Linked DNA regions of Mus musculus: region 2 is linked to region 1. The links are chromatin contacts, called in public ChIA-PET maps. All regions are on one chromosome and are shown on one strand. Each heading gives the region's core, a stretch centred on a gene start, on an enhancer-like site or on the middle of the called end of the contact. The rest is flanking DNA. Distances are from core to core; before and after follow the strand shown.

Region 1 (6,674 bases), core at 2,303-4,802:
AGCCCCTCACTTGGCAGCCCCTCATGCATAAAGATGGTTTCTGCCTTGAAGTCGGCAGTCTGTACCTGGGCATGGGTCAGACTTTAATATTGAACATAAATAATATTTGACTAAGCAAACAGCTGCCTCACTGTAGAAAAAGCACCTTTTCCTGATGCTAGGATGTGTTAAACTGGCCTGGCTGTGTGCATTAGTCAATGTCCCATTGGTTTTGCTCTGTCCTGAAGAAAACTTACCTTTGAAGCTTTTTGGAAGGAGTTTCTGGGGAAAAAGAAAAAAAAAAAAAAAGAATACTTTTCAGTTTCTCTCAGTTCTTTGAGTCATCCAAAATGAATTTAAAATCTGGGGAGCAGAGGTGAACTCATTGCCTTAGTTTTGGTGAGCTTTAAATTGAATGTGTGCAATATGGAAGGGTCCACATTTACAAGCTGGGTGAAGACAACGTGTCCTGATTATGCCAGTAAGTGTTTCAGTGCTTGGTTGTTATGGTTACATTTTCCAACGTGACTGCACTCCTGCCTGGCGTAACTCCTTAAGGATGGCAGCACACTTGGGCTTCTGTCTGGATGATGGAAAAGCAGTCGGGACAGCCATAGGAGTATAAGAGAGTCGGCTTTTGGAATGTGCAGTACTCCGTGTATTTCTATCCGAGGAGACATACCCTACGGTGCAGTCCTAAGTACCAGTGTTACCCAAAGAAAAACGTTTGCTTATCTCTTATTGGCAAACACTTAGTTTACTAATGAGTTTGGAATAATTGGAATTTCTCCCATGTACTCTTTAAGGTCTTAACTGGGACCTCTGATTCATTTCTTTTAGATATTTCACTGGAAACACCAAAGGAATAGTGCTCCGTAGTCTGTCTCTGGTGCTGGTGGGAGCACTCGTACCCATGCGCGTGGGTTTTGCTGGAGCGCACTACTTTGTGTAATTCAACTGCCAGTTATTTGTTCAGGGTTCTTGGTTGTGGTGGTGGCTTGCTTGCTTGCTTGTTTTGACACAGGGTCTTGCTACATAGCTTTTGCTAGCCTAGAGTTCTCTTTGTGGACCAGGCTGGCCTGGGATTCGTGGCAAATCTCCTGCCTCAGGAGGAGATCTAGTGCTGTGGTTCAGGTCTATATCTTACTCCTAGCTTGATACATGCTCTTGATTGAATATGCAGTTATTGTATATGCAAAAATAAGGAAGGGGACAGAGTTGAGGTCCAGTTTAAGGAAGCAGGAACTTTTACAAGTACTGGTTTCTTCTCTGTTTGGCTCTTTCAAAGTTGTTGTGTGTTTTGAGAAAGTTCAGAAGAAACTTCACACGTGATTTCATTTAAAAACAACAACAACAACAACAGATGCACTGCTAGTGAGCCCGTACGTAGAAGCCCGAGCTTCTACGAGGAGCGAAGTGAAGTTTTGTCATACTAGACTTCATAGTTAAACAAGGTGCATATTTTAAAAATTAGACTTCATAGTTAAACAAGGTGCATATTTTAAAAATCAGAAGTCAGATGTGATTTTAACACATATTTTTCTTTAAAGATTAGTGTTTTTATGTGCCTAGCACATATCAGGCCCTGAGTTATTAATTCCTGTCACCCTAGTACATATACAAAGGTTTGGTTTCTGGTTTGGGTTCTATTATGTTGCCCAGACCCAAGCTTAGTGGCCATCTTACCGCTTCAGCCTTCTGAGTGGAGACATGGGGGGGAGGGGAGGGGATTGACATACATTGCCATGCTTGGCTTAAATACTCCTGTTGTCCATTCTTGTAGCATTTCTCCAGAGATTACCGCCTGATTCTCGCATTAATTTCTAAGTTAGTTCTTTGGAACGGGCATCCACTTGGCACGCCACGCTGATGATCCAAACAGTCCGCTTGCTTCACTGTGTGCTTCCTGCGTGTAGCACTGGAGTCAAGGAAACCCTTGCGTTTCCAAGTCCCATGTTTGCCTCTCCCATTCTTATATAACACTTAATGATTATTTTTCAAAACGTGTGCATCCTGGCAAGTGATTTCAGGAACATGGTTGAAGAATACTTCGTTGCCATCTTGACAGGTAGCTTGTGGTTTCTTGGACTCTTGCTGTTTCCTATGGACCATTGAGAAATGGCTTTTACCATTTTGTTTGTTTATATAGAACTCACCTTGGTGTTTATTCTTTTAAGGCTTGTCAGGTTTTTGTTAATTTTCAAAGTCATCCTTTTTAATCAGTTTGTGTACTTAAGTGAGAATGTTAAAGATCTCGCTGGCCTTTTAAAGGGTTCAGATGTGTGACCAGGCAAAATAATTCCATGGACATGAGCTGTTATTTAATGGCGGAGTATAGCGTTCCTGTCATCACGTTTTGTTTTGATTGTTTGAAGGAGTTGTTTGTTTTACTTTTTGCAAGCTCATTTACTGACAGATATTACTACTGTTCACGCTACAGCAAGATGTGTGGATCTTTTAAGACTTCATACGTATAAAAATTATAATATACCCTCTGTTAAGCTATGACTTAACGCAGAGACTTGATTTGTTTTGGGTTTGATTCCGGTTTTACCTTGAACAGAATTTTTTTTTTTCTGAGAAAATTTGGTTTAAAAAAAAAAACACTAAAGGACAGAGCCCTAAATAAAATACTGTTGCCAAGTTAAGCTTTGTGGTGTGGGGTACAGAAGAGTTTATCTGCTGAAATAATCGGACACCTTGGGGAAGGGGAAGTCACGCTGGTCTAGGAAGAGTGTGTGTGTGACCTTTGCCTTTCATTTCCCCAATTCCTTTCGGTTCCCCGGCTGACATCAGCCTTCACCTGAGCAACCCCAGGCCGTGCCCACCTTGATAGGAACCGATCACGTGGGTGTAGACAGTTAAGATTTTTAGACATTTAATTTGTAAATGTTTTCACTGATATTTTTAGTTTGAAGAAAACTCCAATTAGCAAAGTAGTTTAATTTCAAACTAGTTTGAAATTTCTCAGTAATTTCCCCCCAATTTCAAGGTTACCAACGAGAAGCAAAGATGTCCTGGAGACAGACTCATTTAAAGCTGCACCAGCCACTGTGCACCAAGTGTAGTGGATTTAGCTTTGAAGATCGGATTGGTTTGATTTCTTGTTTTTTTCCCCTGCCCTACTGCCTCCAGAGGAGGTGGCTTTAAAAAGTGCTTCGTAGTGATGTGTGTGTGTGTGTGTGTGTGTGTGTGTGTGTGTGTGTGTGAGACAGAGACAGTGACAGCGACAGCGAAACCTGGCTGCATCTGCAGCAGTCCTTGAACTTCAATGTGTGCTTTGAAAACTTCTTTTCAGCAATGTTGCTGCCATTTAGAAAGCGAAAATGAAACTGCCGTGATCAAAGCTAAGTTGGTCTCCAAAAGAAACAAAAAGATTATTTTGTCTTCGTCCGGGTTATATGCAATTTATATATTTGTATTCTGCTTTGAAACTGTAACTAGATAAGTCTGTCTACTATTTTTAACTTTACAAGAATAAAACAAATATTTTGGTAGCTATCTCCGAGCCTCGGTTGATTTTCTTACATTTCTGTGTTTACTGGCGGCAGGCACACCAGGCCGCATGTGTCTTGTGGAGGTCAGAAGCTTCTAGAATCAGTTCTGTCCTCCTACCACGCGGGTCTCAAGGATCAAGCTCAGGTTCTCAGACTTCACAGCAAGCCTCTTTACCTGCTGAGCCATATTTCCAGCCCCAGTCAGTGTAAAAAGAGCAGACCTACCTGCTTGCTTCTCTGCCTCCCTCCCTCCCTCCCTCCCTCCCTCCCTCCCTCCCTCCCTCCCTCCCTTCCTTCCTCTCCTCCCTCTTCTTTCTCCTTCTCCCTTCCTCTTCCTCCTTCTTTCTTCTTTTTAATCATATAGCTTGCCTACCCTGAAACTTTTATATAATCTTATGCTGTGTGATGGATTGTATATGCTCGGCCCAGGGAGTGGCACTGTTTGGCGGTGTGGCCTTGTTGGAGTAGGTGTGTCTCTGGGTGTGGGCTTTAAGACCCTGATCCTAGCTACCTGGAAGCCAGTCTTCCACTAGCAGCCTTCAGATGAAGTTGTAGAACTCTCAGCTCTGCCTGCACCATTCCTGCCTGGATGCTGCCATGTTCCTGCCTTGATGATGGTGGATTGAACTTCTGAACTTGGAAGCCAGCCCCAATTAAATGTTGTCCTTTATAAGACTTGCCTTGGTCAAAAGTGTAGATGCTTCATTCCTCCTTAGAATAGGGAACAAAATACCCATGGAAGGAGTTATAGAGACAAAGTTTGGAGCTAAGAGGAAAGGATGGACCATCCAGAGACTACCCCACCCCAGGGATCCATCCCATAATCAGCCACCAAACGCAGACACTATTGCATACGTCAGCAAGATTTTGCTGAATGTGCCAGTGACTGGTAAACACAGAAGTGGATGCTCAGTGTCAGCTATTGGATGGATCACAGGGCCCCCAATGGAGGAGCTAGAGAAAGTAACCAAGGAGCTGAAGGGGTCTGCAACCCTATAGGTGGAACAACAATATGAACTAACCAGTACCCCCAGAGCTTGTGTCTCTAGCTGCATATGTAGCACATGATGGCCTAGTCGGAAAGAGAGGCCCCTAGGTCTTGCAATCTTTATATGCCCCAGTACAGGGGAACACCAGGGTCAAGAAGTGGGAGTGGATGGGTAGGAGAGCGGGACAGGGGGAGGGTATAGGGAACTTTTGGGATAGCATTTGAAATGTAAATAAAGAAAATATCTAATAAAAAAATTAAAAAAAAAAGACTTGCCTTGGTCATAGTGTCTGTTCACAGCAGTAAAACCCTAACTAAAATACTCTGTATCCAGTTAGCTGCTTCAACAATTTGAATTTGACTGTTTTGTTTTGTTTGGGGGGGGGGGCTTGTTTTCTTTTGTTTTTCCCCAAGTTGAGCTACTAAGAATAAAACTTTAGAGGGCTGGAGAGATGGCTCTGGTTAAGAGCCCTGACTGTTCTCCCAGAGGACACAGGTTCAAGTCCCAGAGTCCCCAGGGCTGCTAATAACTGAACCTGCAGTTCCCAGCGGATCCAGTACCTTCTTTTGTCCTCCATGGGGGTCAGACACACAGGTGGTGTGCAGATATCTAAGCAAGCAAAATATTCATATACACCAAATAAAAATTTGTAAAAATGAATAAAACACACCTATATTTCAGTTGGCTTTTTAAAAAACATTTGAAATAAGGAAAGAGTGTATTAGTCAAAAATCCTTGTGGTTAGCATAATGAATCAATATTAAATTAGCCTTTTCTCATTCATGATTGAATTTTTATTAGGAGTGAAGAGGTGGCTCGTGGCTAAGAGCACTTGCAAGAGGACCATCTCACTGTCTGTGGTGTGCAATGGAGGCCAGGGGACAGCTTTGTGACGTCAGTTCACCTGCCTCTACCCACTGAGCCATCCCACCTGTCCTTCATCAGTGACTTTTAAAGTCATTTTATGATGCTTATATGGTGATAATTTAAAACTAAGAAAAACAGACAGTTGTGGAAAAGGTCAGAAGTAGATTACACCATAAGTAATATCAAAGAATTGAAACACTGAATGTGTTGCGAAAATGTGAATCACCCTGGGAAGTCTCAGAAATCTAACCCTAAACCCTGTTTAGAGGTGCATGCCTGTGGTCTAACACTCAGGAGGCTAAAGGCTCAGGAACTCAAGGTCACCCTTGGGCTTTCTAACAAGTTGGGAGCCAGACGGCTACATAAGACTGTCTGAAAAATAAATCCTTTAATAATACCTAATATTCTTGAGTGATAGCACTACATCAGGAAAGGAAAGAGATGAAGAGTGGAGTTTGTAAAAGTTGCCAGGAAGTGTACCAGACCACAAGCGAAGTTTTACTGTTTAGCCACACTTAAAAGAAATTCGTCGTGACTTCTCTCAGCCTCAGCTCACTAAGAAGCTCTGTTCTTACTCGGTTGTCCGAACTGCCTCGTTTCAAACTAGCTCTGAAATTGTTCTCCCTTATTTCTTCAGTGACCTGTTAGAACCTAGATGTCTTTACAGGTGTCTTGGAGCCTGGCAAGGACTTCTAAACATAGTGAATAAAAACAAAAACAAAAAACAAAAAACAAACAAACAAAAAAAAAAACCAAGAGGGACCCTGAGGGCAGAGCAACGCCCTTTTTATGTAAATGATACTCTAAATAAGAAGGTGTTCAAAGACTACATGTTTACAGTCTGATCTAAATGCTATCTGAGGTTTTTGCCAGCTTGAAGTTTCAGTTTTATATCACTAAAATTTTGTGGATGTGCTATTTGGGGGATGTGGCATAGGGTACCAAGTTTATCTCTAGATACTTGCTATCCTGACTGCTTTGCATCTGGGTTTTCCCAGCCGCAGCTTTTGAAGCCGTGCTACTGCCTAAGGGGATTCCCATGCCGAGAGAGCATCAGTGTTGCCCGTAGGAACATCCATTATCCTTAGGCATAGAATGAGACATAAGCCACTGGCCTCCCGTATTGCTTGCTATAAATCTGACTGGACATAGCACTTCGTTACTTTTGGCTTGCTTCATTTCCCAGCATTCTACGTGATCTTACAAAACTTAAACTCTTCCCACCTTAATGCAATTAGTAAGACTAATTCTTCAGCCTGCAACAGAAGCTGTGTGACACCTGCCTCTGGTCCAGTCCCCTCCTTAGAAATCTTATGGAATTGTTTTCTAAGAGTAAACTGCT
Region 2 (7,313 bases), core at 3,670-6,169, 36 kb before region 1:
ATGAAGGAGAGGAGGAGGAGGAGGAGGAGGAGGAGGAGGAGGAGATAGTGGTGGTGGTGGCTGGAATTTGACATACATAGTGTTAGAAAGGAAGACCCATACATAAACAGTATTTCAATTTTTTGGTTTGTTTGTTTAAGTCTTTGACTGAAGGTGAAACTGAGCATGTGTAGGGTGAGACCCCAAGAGGCTTGGGGAAAATTATCCAATAGAGAAAGGCTAACTACTACAGACTATAAGGCAAACATCTACTAGAACTCACAGGAACCTGAGTTGGTTGAGTTTTACTCAATTAGGGTACAGAGTCTTTCCCGAGCATCATGACATAGAATAGAGACCTTAGAAAGTCCTCGTCTAAGGACAGGATAAAGGAACAGCTATATGCACTTACAAACTGAGTTTAAAAACATGTTTGGAGACAATCAAGCAGAATGCCGCCAAAATAACTTCTAAACAAACTCCAAACTTTTCTAAAACTTTATATATACTCACTGTATCAGTTTCATAAAACTGGCATAACAAATTAAGGCATGTTTAATGGCCTAAGGCCATATCCATTTATTATCTCATGGTTGGCTAGGCATGGTTTCAATAACCATTTCTCCCACTGGCTCATAGATTTGAATGCTTGGCTACAGGGGAGCGGCACTATTTGAAAGGATTAGGAGGCGTGGCTTTGTTGGAGGAAGTATGTCACTGGGGGTTGGCTTTGAGGTTCTCAAAAGCTAGAAATCTCAGCTACTGCTGCGTTGCCTGGAGGCTGCCATTATCCCCCCCGCCATTTTGATAATAAACTAAACGTTGGAAACTGCAAGCCAGCCCCAATTAAATCCTTTCTTTTATCAGAGTTGCTGTGGTCGTGGTGTCTCCTCTCAGCAGCAGAACATTAATGGAGACAATGGGTAAAAAAAATATCCGGTAAAATGTATTTCAGTTGAATGCTCTGTTTTGGGTCCACTGAGGCTAAAATTAGGATGTCCGTAGGATGCTGAAACGAAGCCCAAGTTTTTCAGGTTGTTGGCTAAACATAGTTCCTCACAGACTAGGCCTGAGATCTCTACGCTTGCTGTTTCCTGGGGTTGGTGAGTTATATCTCTAGGATTCTCCCAGTTGGTTTGGCATAATCTTCTGAAGCGTTTCTGACATTAAAGATTCTGCTTCTAATGGTTTCTATGATTAGAGTCACATATTACTGTGCCTTACTGTACCGAAGGCTCCAAATACAGTGTTTTCCCATTAGTATCTCTCAAATAAACTGAAAGGTCGACTGAATTCTCTCAACATTTCCTTAAGAATGGCTAGATCTTCTGCTTCTCTTTGTGTGGAGATGTCTTTATTTTCAGAGCTACACTGGGTAAACAGAAATTTAGGAGTCCAGCTCTGTTTCCACCTGTGAAAGTCTTTATTCCAGGTTTTTCGGGTTTGTATGATTTCTAATAAGAAAACTGTAGCAGTTTCTCAACTCCTCTTTAAATGCATCTCTCTTCTCGGTCTACTTGATGGTTTTTCTCTTTTCCTTGTTGTTTTTCTTTTCATTATGTGTTCGTTGGGACTCTTTTGTCTAGCTTCAGGTTTGTTGAGCTTCTGAGATATGGCTGATACTTTTCATCAACTCTAGCTTGTCCCCCTCCCCCCACTGCCCTTCTCCTCCCTGCCGCCCCCAGTACTGCAGTCATACATGTGTGTTAGGTTGGGTGCTGTTATATCTGAGATCACTAGCACTCTGGGTTTTGTTCCTCTGTGTCTTCTCTCTGCATTCCTTTTCTTTCTGAACCCAGGTCTTTTCTTCTACAGGATCTGATTGGCTTTGAAAGCTGCCCAGTGACTCTTTCCTTTCAGAGATATTCTTTGCAACAACAGGAGCCCGCCCCCGCTGCTCCCCCTTTCATTTTCAAATAAAACTAGTTGTATTTGTGATTTCTGTACCACAGTAACACAAGCACCAGACTGAAACAACTTAGGTTTATTTGGTCTCAGGACTTCAGAAGGATTTCAGCTCATCCCACATCCCACGGCAGGGAAGGCATGGGAGGTGGTGCAGCTCTTGGAAGCTGATGTGAACTAAATGGCAGTGGATGTGTACATATGGGGAGAGTAGGAAACAGAGTCTTCAGTGCTGGGCCAGCACTAAAGACCAGGCTAATAATATTCAGACTTCCTCCCAGTGATCCACTTCTACTAGCTGGGTTCTGCCTCCAGAAATTTTCGTGGTCCCTAAAACAGTACCAACCGCTAGGATACACAAGCCTTCAGATCATGAACCTATGGGGACTGCGTCTTAGATTTAAGCCATAGCGGGTATCAATTCACTAAGAGTATATCAACGATTCTCAGTGTCTAAAGTTGCATAAGCACTGAGGGAACACATTTGGCAATTTCCTTTTTAAACTGAATGGGAATTTGAGTTAGTGGTGTGGTACTTGTGCAACTCACATGGATTTGATCCTCACATTCACACGTACCCTGACACAAAATAAGCAAATGTTCACCATATCATCTAGCAATTCTGCCCTAGTTATTTACCCAAGAGAATAGAGAGACAGATAACATAGAGCCACCGATCTTGAAAGCTTATCGGTTATGAGAACTGATGAATTATGATGTAACTCATCAGTGCCTCAAAAAAGCAGCCAATGTCCATGTTGATGGAGTGAAAGTACAAGAGTCAGTAACACTGACTTCATGCGGCCTCGCTACAAGTGCAGGATTTCCGGTCCTACCCCAAATTCCCTAAATATGTACCTACATCCGAAAACAGCACTCAGATCTGTGGACCTGCAATGGCTTCAAGGTGTGGGTAAAGAGCTTTCTATGTAAGTATGAGGACCAGAGTTCAGTTGCCCAGATCCAAGTGTAATGGCTACTCTTGGTTGTCAACTTGACTATACCTGGAATGAACTACAATCTAGAATTGGACAGCTTACCTGTGATCCAGATCTTGAGGCTGGAAGACACAAGCTTCTGACTTGGATCTTGGCATGGTGATCTTAAGGCATAGCGGCCATGAAAAATTTAGGCCCAGCCAAGGTAGTACTGGCCTTTAATCCCAGGAGATTAAGGCAAAGAGATCTCTTAGTTCAAAGTCATCCTGGGACAAAACAAGTCCCAGACTCAGTTGTGCCAGCACACACCTTTAATCTGGGCCACACCTTCTGCTGGAGACCTACATAAGGACTTTGGAAGAAGGAAGAATCATTCTTCTTTGCCTGCTTGCACTTACTTGCCAGCACATCTGTTGAAACCTACTTCTACAGAAGGCAAGCTGAAACAACTAGCCTTGTGGGACCGAACAAATACTAGATTCCTGGACTTCCCATTCACAGCTGACCATTGTTGGGTTAGTTGGACTACAGACTGTAAGTCATCACAATATATACATTCCATAAGTTCTGTCACTCTAGAGAACCCTGACTAACACACCAGGAGAAAACAAACAAACTTAACACATTTACTGCAACATGGGAGCTGGAGACAGGGAGATCATGAGAAGCCCACTGGCCCACTAGCCTACACTACACACCTATGAACAGCAATGAGGCCCTTTCTCAAACAAGATTTAAAAAAAAAAAATGAGGACAGACATCTGAAGTTGTCCTCTGAGCTCCACACACATGCCAGGATATGATCATGCACACATCATACACACCACATATACAAACATACACATACAAATATAAACTTTGTAAAAATCACTTTAATTAAATAAATGAGTAGAATCCAAAATGCAAGATATTTAACACACCCCAAATTTTAATATGCATAGGGGGCAGGGACCTATAAAATATTCATTATTATTATTAATGGGGGGGCGTGTCCTGGTGACTGTGGGACACTCTTGGAGGACAGCTTTGTGGAGTTAGTACTTCCGTTCCACTGGGAATGGAGCTCAGGTTGCCAGGTTTGCCATAGCAAACACTCCCCCTCCCCCATCCCACCTCATGCCACCCCCGCTGAGGCACCTCAGGTCCATGGATCTGGGGGTCTTTTTCAGAGCAAGGTATTGATTTCTGGATTCTGCATTTGTAAAAACGCCACATGGGGTCTTTGAGTCATCCACCACACTTCGGTAGCATGGGCACAGATGACTTTTTTGAGTCCTTGATTAGTGGCTTTACCTCCGCAGCCTTGAGTTCAAGCTCCAGTTTTTGTTTCTAAGAAACTGCGATAAAGGGTTAGTCACCACTAAACTGCAAGAGCCGAGTTTCCTGTTTCTCTTCTGTGGACTGTTGAGAAAGACTAGCATAGCAAACGTAACTGAAAGTATTGCGTAGACTTGTGGCCTAGGCAAGGCTTAAGGAGTCAAGCAGATGATGAAAGTACATTTACATACTAAAAAAAAAAAAAGTTTAGGAAAGGGGTAGACTTAAAAACAAGAGGCGGAGCCTCGGGAATGTTTTCCGTGGATGTGCATGGGAGGTACCACATCGTGATACATAATTCGAAGAAAAGATGCTCTGCTTCTAGAATTATACCTAAATCGGGATATCTGAATTATCAACTTTTATCTCATTCAGAAAGTCAACCAACATGAAACAGGAGTTCAAGGATAATACTTGGTTCAGGCTCCTGGTTTTGAAGCAATACACTCCCCACGCGTGTGTGCCTTTCTCCTCCTCCACCCCTCAGGCTTAGCCGTGGGCCCATTCCTGCAATCCGCAAGTGGCTGGAGTTTTCAGGGGCTGCAGGGAGGCGGGCCGGACGGGTCCATGTGCGCCACGCGGAGGGGAGCGAGATGCTCTCCGCGGAGGCGCAAGAGGATGCGCACGGGGGCGCGGGGCGGCGCGGGGCGGGCGGAGGGCGGCTACACTCCCTGCGCTAGGGTGGCCACGTGGGGCCCTGGGGCTGTGGGCTGGCCCGGCCGCTCTCCCCGTGGGCGGCTCGGGGTGGCGCAGGCGGCCCGGGCGGGGCGGAGCGCGCTGCTGTCTGCGCTGCGGCGCCGGCGGAAACAATAGTGCGGATCGGATCGTGGCGCGCGGACGGTGGCCCGCGGAGCCGGACGGTAGAGGTCCTTCTCTGAGCCGCTCTGGTGCTCAGGACCAGTGCCGGGACGGACGGACAGACGAGACGGATCCCACGCCGTGCCGGACGCCCACGATCCTCGAGTGGCGTCCCCGGGACCCTCCGGTCCGTGGCTGAAGAGTCTCCGACGTGAGCCGATCCTTCCCGGGTGTCCCAGTCCCCACGTGCGTCTTGCCGCGGCGGAGCCGGGGAGCCGGGTAACCGAGTTAGCGGGACGCCTCCAGACGCTCACCCAGAAGTTGGCAAAGCCGCGTCCCAGCGGCTCCTTCTGGCCACAGCGACCGACCCGAAGTTGGTTGACAGGCCGGGTGTCTGCCGGCGCGACCCGGGAGGCGGGTGTCTCCTGTGGGCAGCCCTTTTGCTTTTTCGCAGTAAAACTGTGATACTGTAACTCCAGGTATGGCGATGCTTGCCTGACAGGGCTGTTGCAAACGCCTCCTTTTTCGGTTTTTGGGGGGGTTTTTGGTCGGTTACTGCAGGCCATAAGCAAGTTTTTGCCGTTGTGTAACTTGCTCCTTTCTCTTTCCTCATAGGGGCACTATGAACGAAGAGGAGCAGTTTGTAAGCATTGACTTGAATGATGACAACATTTGCAGTGTTTGTAAACTGGGAACAGACAAAGACACGCTCTCCTTCTGCCACATTTGCTTCGAGCTAAATCTCGAGGGTAAGGATTCTGCGGTTTTAACTGCGTGCCGCGTACTACTTTGTGCAACTTAGGCTGAGATGTTTGGAGGTAACACTGCAACTGCTTGAAAGCCTAGAGATTGTCCTAAGTGAAGATCTGCTAAGGGTTTCTGGAAATGAAGCCAGAGTTAACAATAGTTATGAGTCGAGGGAAATGTTTGTCTTTATAACAGAATGTTAAGCTCCTTTTAACTAATATGAAATGAAGTGCAGGTATTGTCTGATAAACATTTAAGAATCAACATGACCGTACACGTGGGCAGATATAATTTTACTCCTTTCTGCCAAACTTAGTCTCTATTTTTCCCATCATGTGGTGAATTTTAACTAACTTTTATTTTTTTAAGTTGTTTATATCAGATTTTAAATAACTTCCTTTAATATTAATAATCTTTTTAAAAAAGGACTTTTCAATTCTTTCGATGCCAGTACCATTGTGAGAATGTGTAAAAGAAATGCTTGAGAAATTAAACCTTTTGCTGAAGGTTGTGTTGGGTACACAGATAACTGGGTCCTAGATGTTTCCAGGAAACATGGGCTGTGAGCTTTCTATTTGCACTGTCACAGTGAAACCCCAAGTCTTTTGGGGTATCTATGAGTCACACTGAAGAAGAATCTTAAAATTTCCCCCAAAATAAAAATTTGTGTATAACTTGAATTTTGAGGTTCTAATGTGTCTGTCAGTAGAGAAAGATCTTACTAGATACTAAATATTTTGAAATACCTAGATGCTTAAGGGCTTGGTTTCAAAACAACATTTCATTTTGTCTTTAAAGACTTTCATGATTTTTTTTTTGTCTTATTAAGAGGGACAATGTATCCTTATTGCTAAGCACACTCCTGTACTGAGATCATAGACTTTGCCATTCCTGTTAGGACTTGTTACTCAGAAGTGTTGTAGCTTCCAAATGGTGTCTGTCTTGGCGCATCATGGAGTTTCTGTGGGCTAAGTAGTATGCTTGTTACTCTGGCTTTAGTAAATTGTAGTGATTACACCTAGTTTTAAAAGCGTGACTTAGAAATGACGATTTTTTTTTATGTGTGTGTGGAGTTTATATTTATGTTCTCTGTGCCCCAGTGAGAGGGCACACTTCTGCTCTTTGGAAACAGTTTTTTTTCCTGTGTGTTCTCACACCTCCTGGAAGTTTACATTTTAGAAGGGCAGAGACATCAGACAGGATCAACTTGCAATCTCTGTGTTGTCTGGAAGAAACTGAGGCCTGGTGGGTGGGTGGGCTGCTCCAGGTTGCTGGAGTGGCGTCAGCAAGCTGTTCTTCTGTGCCAGGCAAATGTTTGCTGGGAGCACATCTGTGCCAAGCCTGGCCCTAAGCGTCTTACTGGATTATCTTCATTCAAAATAGCTCTGGGATGCCTGCTATGATTACTTGTTTGAATGTGATGGAATGGAACATGAGAGACCTAAGGAGTGCAGTTTGAAGGCACATCGCTAGTAATTGGTAGTCCCAGGCTTCGAAGCCCGGCCATCTAGTTCTTGTGGCTGTGACCTCAGTCCCACTCATCTACTGTCAATAGGTAGTGAACTGTGGGATAGATGCTGGAAATCCTTCCTCCCGAATCCTAATTGGTTTTTGATTCAGCCAGCTTTC

The links. ChIA-PET counts read pairs in DNA pulled down with a chosen protein or histone mark.
Region 2: a contact with region 1 is called in an RNA polymerase II ChIA-PET map of memory CD8 T cells, with 1,571 read pairs. The contact joins the promoter of D16Ertd472e here to the enhancer-like site in region 1. A contact is called at or near these places in 5 of 39 promoter capture datasets (the C10 cell line, the HPC-7 cell line, liver and 2 more), 1 of 15 datasets of contacts at CTCF or cohesin (CD8 T cells), 61 of 484 Hi-C or Micro-C datasets (B cells, CD4 T cells, CD8 T cells and 37 more), 18 of 115 datasets of contacts at active chromatin or transcription factors (the 230-238 cell line, CD4 T cells, CD4 single positive thymocytes and 12 more) and 4 of 9 other capture datasets (adipose tissue, embryonic stem cells, liver and 1 more).

Annotation. Positions count from the first base shown.
Region 1 is chr16:78,537,144-78,543,817 of GRCm38.p6, reverse strand. It overlaps D16Ertd472e (DNA segment, Chr 16, ERATO Doi 472, expressed), which reads left to right. Exons shown (of 5, transcript NM_001252439.1): 5 at 1-3,482. Among named protein-coding and RNA genes, the nearest start is that of 4930478L05Rik, 20 kb to the left of the region's middle. Within about 2 kb of position 3,552, at least 105 of the 459 cell types and tissues checked have an H3K27ac peak or open chromatin away from gene starts, as enhancers often do. A contact at or near this core is called in B cells, CD4 single positive thymocytes, CD8 T cells and 27 more, where this site is marked.
Region 2 is chr16:78,574,294-78,581,606 of GRCm38.p6, reverse strand. It overlaps D16Ertd472e (DNA segment, Chr 16, ERATO Doi 472, expressed), which reads left to right and starts at 4,919. Exons shown (of 5, transcript NM_001252439.1): 1 at 4,919-5,183; 2 at 5,553-5,686. The coding sequence starts at 5,560.